Regions from separate parts of the Mus musculus genome. Here all the other regions are linked to region 3. Evidence: chromatin contacts called from public Hi-C data. All regions are on one chromosome and are shown on one strand. Each heading gives the region's core, a stretch centred on a gene start, on an enhancer-like site or on the middle of the called end of the contact. The rest is flanking DNA. Distances are from core to core; before and after follow the strand shown.

Region 1 (2,771 bases), core at 140-2,639, 120 kb before region 3:
TCTCCACTCCAGTGCTGACTCGGGCGCTGTATAAATCCTGCATCCACTACTGGACAAGAACCCTAGGCTCTGATTCTCTGTCTAGAGCTGTGTTTCTGAGTGAGGACGGGCCCACTCTCAGCCTCTTGCTCCCTGGAAACTTGCAGGAGGATTAAACCCTCCCAACTGACTCTACAGTCTGGAGTTCCTCGGCCCTCAGGGGATTCTCATGGGTGTCAGGGGTTGAGAGCTGTGCTGACTGACGTGAGTGCTTTGGTATGAGGATATTAACTAACCAGGAGCCATGGGTGGGACATCCCTCCTTGGTCGTGTCTGGCTCTTGTTCACTATGTGTGTTATAGACTTTTGTATGGGTATACATACGCATGTGTGTGCAGAGACCAGGGTTCAATGTCAGGTGGTCTCCTCTATTGCCTTCCACTATATTATATTATATTATATTATATTATATTATATTTGATATAGGGTCTCACTATATAGCTCTGACTAGACTAGAACTCACTATGTAGACTAGGCTGGCCCAGAACTTAGAGATCTATCTGCCTCTGCCTCCTGAGTGCTGGGATTAAAAGCGCATGTCACCATGCCTGGCCATCTTATTTTTTTCAGACAGGGTCTCTCATTGATTTTGCGTTCATCAATTAGCTAGGCTGGCCAGCCAATGATCTCCAGAGATCTGCCTGTCCCCACACTCATGCCCCACCCAGAGCCTTGCTTTTATGTAGTTGCTGGGGATTTGAACTTAGGCCTACATGCCTGCACAGCAAACACCTTGCCTACTGAGTGATCTCCCCAGACCCCTGCCCACACTTGACACCTCAAGAGGAAACAGGAACTCCTCTGGTTTACAGTCTGAATGCTGCATCTCTAAGCTAGGAATATGTATGAACCCAGTGCTGTTACCCCTCACCAGATGCAGTGGATCACGAGGCCTCCCTCCTTAGATCTGGTCTCCCGTGACGTCATAGGTCTTTCCCTCAGCCCCTAGGCCACTGCCTTCCCTAGCCCGGCCAGCAAGAGGCTTTACTCGAAGAACCCTAGCTGCTCTGGGCTGGGGCAGGCTGGCTTGGTTTATCTACTGCTGTCATTAATTAGTTTTGTCGGGGATGAAAGACAGGTCCCTGGAGAAGACCGGCACATTAGAGTGCATTATTCCTTCCTTGCTCTGGGCTTACCAGCAAGAAGCATCAGCCCTGGCTGCTGTCAGCCCTACACAATTAATTAGCCTGCAGCGTGTGTTCCCCTCGGGCCCAAGGGCTCTGTTCTAGCATCTAGCATCCTTCAGGCCTCTTTGTCCCAATTTTACCTGTGCAGAGGTATAGGACGCGCCCTCCAGGGTGTGAGAGAGAGGTCACCCACAGTAGCTGGGTGTAAGGCAAAAGGTGGAACCTTTGTCCTAATGACTTTTGCTGAGTAAGTCTGACTCATCAGTTGCTGAGCTAAGTGTCCCAGGAGGTACCATCTTAATTTGCCACATGAAGAAGTACAGGCTCTTGGAAGGAGATGGGTGGCTTGTCTAAGTAAGACACAGGTGGCAGAAGTCTAGTCCCAAATGTTGTGTTTTAGCTGCTTAGAATGCTACTCTGGTTGTCTCATGAGGGTGGGGGCTGGCCTGAGAAAGTAGAGCAAGTTGGGAGAGGAGCACACCCCATGGGATGAAACAGAGGTGATGGGCTATCGATGTGGTCCAGGGGGCCCTCTGCTCAGCAAGGCATCAGGAGACATGTCTGACTCTACTCCCTGAGTGAATGTGGGCAAGTCCTCAGTTTCTCCTTCTTGTCCAGTGGTTAGGTCCAATGGCACAAAGTTCTCTAGAGAGACAGAATAACCCAGAGCTTCAGGCAATGATGGCCTTTGAGGACTTCATGTCTCTGAGCTACAACTTGTAGTTTGAGAAAAATGAATGTGGGGGTCTAGCCATGCTCGCTTCATAGAGCCACGAGAGGCCAAGATGAGGTAACATGACCCAGGATCTGATTTCAAAAGAACTAGGCAAGTTCTTGTGATGATGATGATGGTGGTGGTGGTGGTGGTGGTGGTGGTGGTGGTGGTGGTGCTGATGTTGTGGTGACAATGATCATGGAGGAGGAGGAGACATGACTGATTCTCAGGCCAGCTTTGCCCTGACCCCTAAGGAGTAAACCCATGATTGCCAAATGCATATTCAATACAACCATGACCTGAGAGAGGCATAGATGGTTAGACCTCCAGAATGGTCCTGTCCGCTCAGGGCTTGGATTCTAAACCTGTAGCCTATCTGGCTTTCTGTTTGCCATGCAACCTTGAACAAGCCACCCATGTTGCCCATGTTGCCAGACCCTAGCCTTCCTGCACAGGGTGTGTCCGGCTGGCCAAGACCCTAGAGAGACACTTCCACTCCACAGGGACAATGGTAGTCTCTGAGGAAGGATGCCACCAGCCCTCTGTGTGGCTGACTCAGGTTTATCCCAGAAGTGGAGGTTGGGTTGCTTGCCCAAGTGTGCTAAGAAGTTAATTAAACCCTCCAGAAGTCATTTATTAAGAGAACGGTGATGGTGTGTTCAATACCAGCCAAGGCTTGGTGCACGGAATGAGTCTTCCTTTAGCTATGAATAATGGGCCCTCCCTTCGCGAGCATCCCTGGCTCTGAAGGATGGTCCTGGGGCAGCCATGGCTCATCTTAATGGCCTGCTGCTGAGGAGGCTGGCAGGCCAGTCCCCAGTTCTCATCACTTCCCACCCAGGGTCCTACTCTCTGTCTGCTGTGCTTCTCCAGACAGGTCTGAGGTCCAG
Region 2 (2,902 bases), core at 185-2,684, 80 kb before region 3:
GCTCCTGCCCCCAGGTTCCTACCGGGTTTGAGTTCCTGTACTGGCTTCTTTCAAAGACAGGGCAGGGGAAGTGTGTTCCAAATAAGACCCTTTTTCTCCTAGCTGCTTTTGGTCATGGTGTTTTACTACAGCAATAGCAACCTTAACTAGGACACCATGTATGTATCCATCCATTCATTCCCCCCCATCTACCCATCCTTCTGTCTGTCTGTCTGTCTGTCCGTTCATCCATCAGTCCGTCCATTCTCACTCAGCCATACTGATAGGGAAGTGAGGAGATAGGTAAGCCTGTTGTCAGTAGTCTTAGGTTTGTGTGAAGCCTATTTTATTAGTTTTTATGGTTTGTGCTTCTTTAAAAATCAGAGATGAAATCTACGTTGAACTCCAAGTCACAATGACTTATCCTGTTTTATTGTGGGAGTTCAGAACTTTAGCACTTATGCTTTGGTTTATGGTGCATCTGAACTCTGTGTGTGTGTGTGTGTGTGTGTGTGTGTGCGCGCGCGCACGCACGCACGCACATGCACACATGTGCTTGCGTGTGTTTGGTGTGAAGTAAGGCTTGGAGTCTGTTTCCTTTTCCCCTTGAACACCTGGTTCCTCAGGCCTTCGGTGAAGATTATCTCCCACATATGACCTTCAATCTCTTGCCACCATTGACTCCTGTTAGGACAGTCATCTATCTGTTTTGTGTTCTATGACTTTATCTGTTCAATTAAATTAAATATCTACTAGCATTGTGCTAATACCACACTGCCCTTCATATAGCTTATTAGGAACTCTTGAAATTTGGTATAAGAAGATCCGAGATATTTTTCTTTTTCTCCAAATTGGCCTATTGCTTCCTTGTTTAGTTTCAAGCAAGTGTGTTGTTTTTTACACCATGCTGGGCTTTGGCGGCAAAGGCTTTGAGTCTGCACACTGTTATATTTTCTGATTCATGGATTTGGCATGACTCTCTGTTTACTTAGATCAGTTTTTAATTGCTGTGACTAATAATTTATACCTTAAGTCGACAGGAAATACACACATTTTTATTACCACTATTCCAAACTATTTCCTGAATTTCCTGCCATTATAAATGATATTCCTAAATTTGCATTTCTAATTATTCATTTCCAGGGCTTAGAAATACGATTGATATTTTTTTTCATATTAGCCTTGAATCTTGTTACCATGCCAACCTCACTAATCAATCCTAGTGTTTTTTTCTGTTGATCCATTTGGATTTTCTTTATAGGAAGATGATAAATTTACAGAAGGAAGGGAGAGAGGGACAGAGGGGGGGGGGAGCGCTCACCTTTGATATCTTTTCAGCCTATGAAGCTTATATCTTGTTCTATTTTTTCTTGTCTGTTTGCACCAACTAGAGCCCCTCTGATTTTCAAGCTCAGGTGGAAACAGGGTTTTCTACCATCAAGTTGTGGTATTCATTCTGACTCAGAGATGTCCTCACTAGGGTTCTGGATGCTCCCTTCTAGGCTTAGTTTATGACACGGTTGCTTTGGGGGGGTGCTTTAAATCATGAAGGAGTGTACAATTTTGTCTAATACCCCCCTCTGAGAGTGTGTGTGTGTGTGTGCAGGCGAGTTTACCTGTGTGCACAAGTGGGCCAGAGAAAGGCATTCTCCTGTATCATTCTCCATCTTATTCTTTGAGGCAGGGTCTCTCCCTGAACCTGGAATTCATGGGGTCGTATTTCAACTAGACACCCCCCACCCCTGATCTTCCTGTCTCTGCTTTCCCCGTGCCACAGTGCAGAAGTTCCAGGCACAAACAAGGCCACACTCATCTTATTACGTGGATGCTGAGATCTGAACTCAGGCCCTTGAGATTATGCAGTAAGCCCTCCTAACTACTGAAGTCTCTCTTCAGCCCCTCCAATACCTTTTTGATGTCTTTTTGTTTCTGTTTTGCTTATTAAAATAATAAGGTATATTGAATGTCAAACAACTGTGTGTTCTTAAAAGAAACTTCACTGAGTCATGAATTGATCTGCTCACATATTCCCATGTTTGGCTTACTATGTCTTGCTGAGTCCCATGTTCTTTGTTGGCACTGGTACTGACTGGAGCTCTCCCTTCCTCTCCCGGCCTTGGTTAGGGCATCAGGGTACTATTTGCTCCAAGAAAGGAATTTTCCCTCCTCCTCTGTGACTGAGGGGTTTCCATAGATTTGGTTCTGACCTTAGGTGTTTTATATAATTAACCACTGGAGCCATCTGAATATGAAGTGGTATGGGTGAGATTTCTCAGCAGGTAAAGGTGGTTGCCAACAAACCTGCCTTTGATTCCTGGGACCCCACAGTAGAAGGAGAGAAATGACTTCCAAAAGTTGTTCCCCATCCTCCACATGAACACTGTGGCACACACACACACACACACACACACACACACACACACAAAATGTATTTATAAAGGTGTCATTTAAAAGGAAAGAAAACTTGAATGTAGGCTCTAAAGTCAGAAAGAAAACAAATATGCTTGCCTTAACTTCTTTCCAATATGTGCTGGATTCTAGGCAGAGGAATGAGGTGAGGAAAAAAAATTGAAAAGCAGCCATATTAGAAAGTAAGATTTAAAGCCATTTCTGTTTTTATAATACATAAAATGATATATGTATAATGATATGTTAAGAAAATGAACATACAATTAAAGCTAATAAATGATGTTAGGAAAGATATACAGTCTGAGAGTCACACACACAAAATGACAGTGCTTCTTTATGCTAGCAAAAAGTTACCAAAAAATGAAATAAATGGTTCTGTGTATAATAGTATAAAAAAGAGTACAGTTTTTAGAAATAACTTCAGTCAAAGAAATAAAATATTTGCATACATACAGAGATGACAGAATACTGTTTTAAGACACTGAAGAGCTGGATAGATGGAAAGATAACCCAC
Region 3 (2,853 bases), core at 279-2,778:
ACTTGTGTGTTCCTTTGCAGGTATGTGTAACTGTCCGAGGGGCGTGTATCGCTGCGTGCTTGCGGTCTGGAATGGGTGGAACAGGCTGGGTGTGCTCAGCCACTGCTGTTGCTCATGCTGTTCCAGGCCAGGATAAAAATAGCCCGTTTACCTTTGCCCACAGAAACCAAAGTCCTGCCTTGGGCGTTCACTCCACCCGGATTCACCCTACTGGGCCTGGGTGGCCAGCCATGATGTGGGGCGTCACCTATAGCCACAGCCTTCTATAGATCTCCAGTCTTCATTTTGTGGAGTTGGGATAGAGGGGGTGTCGAGAAATCCCGCTTTCATTGCCTCCCTCTCCCCCAAACACAGCTAGCATGGATCTTCTTGCTTCTCTGCCCTCACACCACCAACCTCTTAGTCAGCAACTATGGCTCCCAAACCTTTCTTCTCCAATCTAGGAAAAACTTGGGAATACTAGGTTCTTTTGGATACCTCCCACCCTCCCACCCTTCTACCCTCCTACCCGACTTCAGAACCTGGCTAGGCTGCTCTCTTCCTGAAGAAGAGGGCTGATCCAGATCTGCAAAGAGGAAAAGCTTAGGAGGTCAGCAGATAAGGGGTAGGGGCTGCTTCTTTATAGCATTATGGAATTAGCCCGTTAGTGGGCTCCCACATGGAAGTGCTGTGAGCTTCCTGTGAGCGGATGCACAGACATCTCCCAAGTCTCCTCTGGTCACGTAAGCTTATGGGCCCACCTCTGGGTGACAAGGACTTCCTTCAAGAACCTTGGGAAGGGATGCCACCATTTGTGCCCCCACTTTCTACCTATTTCCCACATTCTGCTCCTCAACCCCTTATGAGACAGCTAACATCATTCTTCCCCATTTCACAGGTGACAGTGATGGAGACAGCTAAGCAGCTCCTTCAAGGTCACGCGCTTAAGGAGCAGAACCAGAACCAAGTTTGTGCTCGGAGCAAAACACAGCAGCAGGTTCCCTCCCCACACACGTCCTTTTATTCAATTGGACTGGTTCACCATATCCTAGGATGAGCCATCCTTCCGGATCCCACGTAAAGAGTTCTGTCCTGGGTCGAGGAGAAAAACAGAACCAATCACGATCCTAACTCATGCCCAAATATCCACAGCTGGAACTCCCCAACTACATCCCCCGCTCCACCAGGACTTGAGTGTTTGACATTTTTTCTTAAACACCCCCATCCCCTTTTGAGACCGAATCAAAAGCGAAAGCTGATTCACACCCAAGCTAAGAAGTGTACGAATGTTTATTTCCTTTATTTTTGGAAAGAAAATCCGGTAGACTCCGCCGCTTTCAGCGGACCGGTTTTCCGGTGCTTTGGATCCTGCGTTCTTCAAGGATCCCCTCTGATAAGGCCCCAACTCGGCCGCGCCTACACAGCGGTAGGGTACCCCCCCTCGCTGGGCCCCGTGGCTCCGCCCCCGTCCTCCAGGCCCCGCCTTCTATCGCGTGAGGCCCCGCCCCGGCCCGCTGACTCTAGGGCGAGCGCGCGGCGGCGCTGGGCATTGTGGCCGGCGGCAGGGCGGGCGAGGGCGCGGAGCCGCGGGGAGCGGCAGGGCGCAGAGGGAAGCACACACCCCACTCGGACAGACTTCGCGGCGCGGCCGCTACGAGCGCCGCTGAGCGCACTCCACTGGGATCGCACAACTTCGGAGCAGGGCGCGGACGGCGCTCGCAGCGGGAGAGCGCGGAAAGGGCGCACCAGAGCCGGGATCCCCAGCGGCGTCCGACTCCCGGAGCGCTCCTAGTCGCCGGGCGGCCTCCCGGCGCTGCGCGGTTGCCTCTGCGCCTACGGAGGGCACGGGCTGGCGCTGCCGGGCGCCTGCGAGAACGGCGAGGCGGCGGCGAAGGCGAAGGCGGCGAGGCTGGGGACCGGGAAAGAACCCCGAGGGAGAGGCGCCCGGGCCGGGGGACAGGAGCATGAGGGCCCGGAGCGGGGTGCGGAGCGCGCTGCTGCTGGCGCTGCTGCTTTGCTGGGATCCGACACCGAGCCTAGCAGGTAGGTGCGAGAGGGAGTGGAACACAGGGATGCGGTCCTGGCGCGTCTCAGCGTCCAACTGCAAGTTCGGGTGGTTCTTGGCGGAGTCACTGCGCTCCGAGAACGCCGTGGACGCGTCCAAGTTAAAAGGCAGCTTCGGTGCTCGGGAGAGGGGGCGACGCGTGGCCACCTGGGGTGCCACGTAAGCTCGAAGCTCCCTGCTCCTGCCTCCAAGGGATAGTTGCTTCCCGTGGAATGGGGTCTGATTCACTTCCAAGTGACCCCTGACTATCACGGAAAAACTGTCACTGCCAGGGCCAGGTGTGTGTTCTCTGCGGTTCGCCTGCAACTTAGGTCTGAGTACAGGCTCCCGCGGGCTGCACGCGCAGCATTCTGAGGGTCGCGGACAGAGAGCAGGATACTGCGGAACCCTGGAAGCGCTTCTTCTCGGCCTTTGGGGAGCCGAGGCCCGAAGGCTTTAAGCTACTGAAGGGGGAGGGGCCGACTCCTGTACACCGTGATCTCCGGAGGTGCGGCGCGGGCGGGTATGAAAAGGTTTCGTGGTTGGTGGATTGTTTGGGGGTGAGTGTTGGCAGAGAGTGGAGGGGCGTAATGTATCTCCTTTCGACTTTGCCTATTTTCAATAGGTTATTGGTATTCTCAGTGTCCAGGTGAGCTCGCCTCTGCACTGCACCTGGACCCAGTAAAGATGCTCTTAAGAGGGTTTGGTGGACTCCTAAGTTTATAAAGTCCCCGATTCTCCTCTCATCGCGAAGATGGAAGTGTCTTGCTGGCTCTGTAGTAGCTCGGCTGGGCGTTGCAAAGTGGGCTGCGTCTTCCTTGGAAGGAAAA

Evidence for each region. Hi-C and Micro-C count contacts between places; a contact is called where the count stands out from the background.
Region 1: a contact with region 3 is called in a Hi-C map of the N1E-115 cell line, with 4 times the contacts expected there. The contact joins the enhancer-like site here to the promoter of Unc5b in region 3. A contact is called at or near these places in 11 of 39 promoter capture datasets (the 3T3-L1 cell line, the SN4741 cell line, cranial neural crest and 8 more), 1 of 15 datasets of contacts at CTCF or cohesin (the NIH/3T3 cell line), 6 of 484 Hi-C or Micro-C datasets (the AML12 cell line, the N1E-115 cell line, bone marrow-derived macrophages and 3 more), 13 of 115 datasets of contacts at active chromatin or transcription factors (bone marrow-derived macrophages, embryonic forebrain, embryonic hindbrain and 7 more) and 2 of 9 other capture datasets (adipose tissue and embryonic stem cells).
Region 2: a contact with region 3 is called in a Hi-C map of pancreatic cancer cells, with 2.1 times the contacts expected there. The contact joins the enhancer-like site here to the promoter of Unc5b in region 3. A contact is called at or near these places in 3 of 39 promoter capture datasets (the 3T3-L1 cell line, embryonic stem cells and stem cell-derived epiblast-like cells), 1 of 15 datasets of contacts at CTCF or cohesin (the NIH/3T3 cell line), 13 of 484 Hi-C or Micro-C datasets (the AML12 cell line, the CH12 cell line, bone marrow-derived macrophages and 8 more), 6 of 115 datasets of contacts at active chromatin or transcription factors (VIP interneurons, cardiomyocytes, embryonic midbrain and 3 more) and 3 of 9 other capture datasets (embryonic stem cells, liver and pancreatic islet).

The regions. Positions count from the first base shown.
Region 1 is chr10:60,954,014-60,956,784 of GRCm38.p6, reverse strand. No RefSeq gene overlaps it. Among named protein-coding and RNA genes, the nearest start is that of Mir466j, 5.3 kb to the left of the region's middle. Within about 2 kb of position 1,389, at least 12 of the 459 cell types and tissues checked have an H3K27ac peak or open chromatin away from gene starts, as enhancers often do. A contact at or near this core is called in the N1E-115 cell line, where this site is marked.
Region 2 is chr10:60,909,638-60,912,539 of GRCm38.p6, reverse strand. No RefSeq gene overlaps it. Among named protein-coding and RNA genes, the nearest start is that of Mir6408, 12 kb to the left of the region's middle. Within about 2 kb of position 1,434, at least 1 of the 459 cell types and tissues checked has an H3K27ac peak or open chromatin away from gene starts, as enhancers often do. A contact at or near this core is called in pancreatic cancer cells, where this site is marked.
Region 3 is chr10:60,830,256-60,833,108 of GRCm38.p6, reverse strand. It overlaps Unc5b (unc-5 netrin receptor B), which reads left to right and starts at 1,528. Exons shown (of 17, transcript NM_029770.3): 1 at 1,528-2,022. The coding sequence starts at 1,944.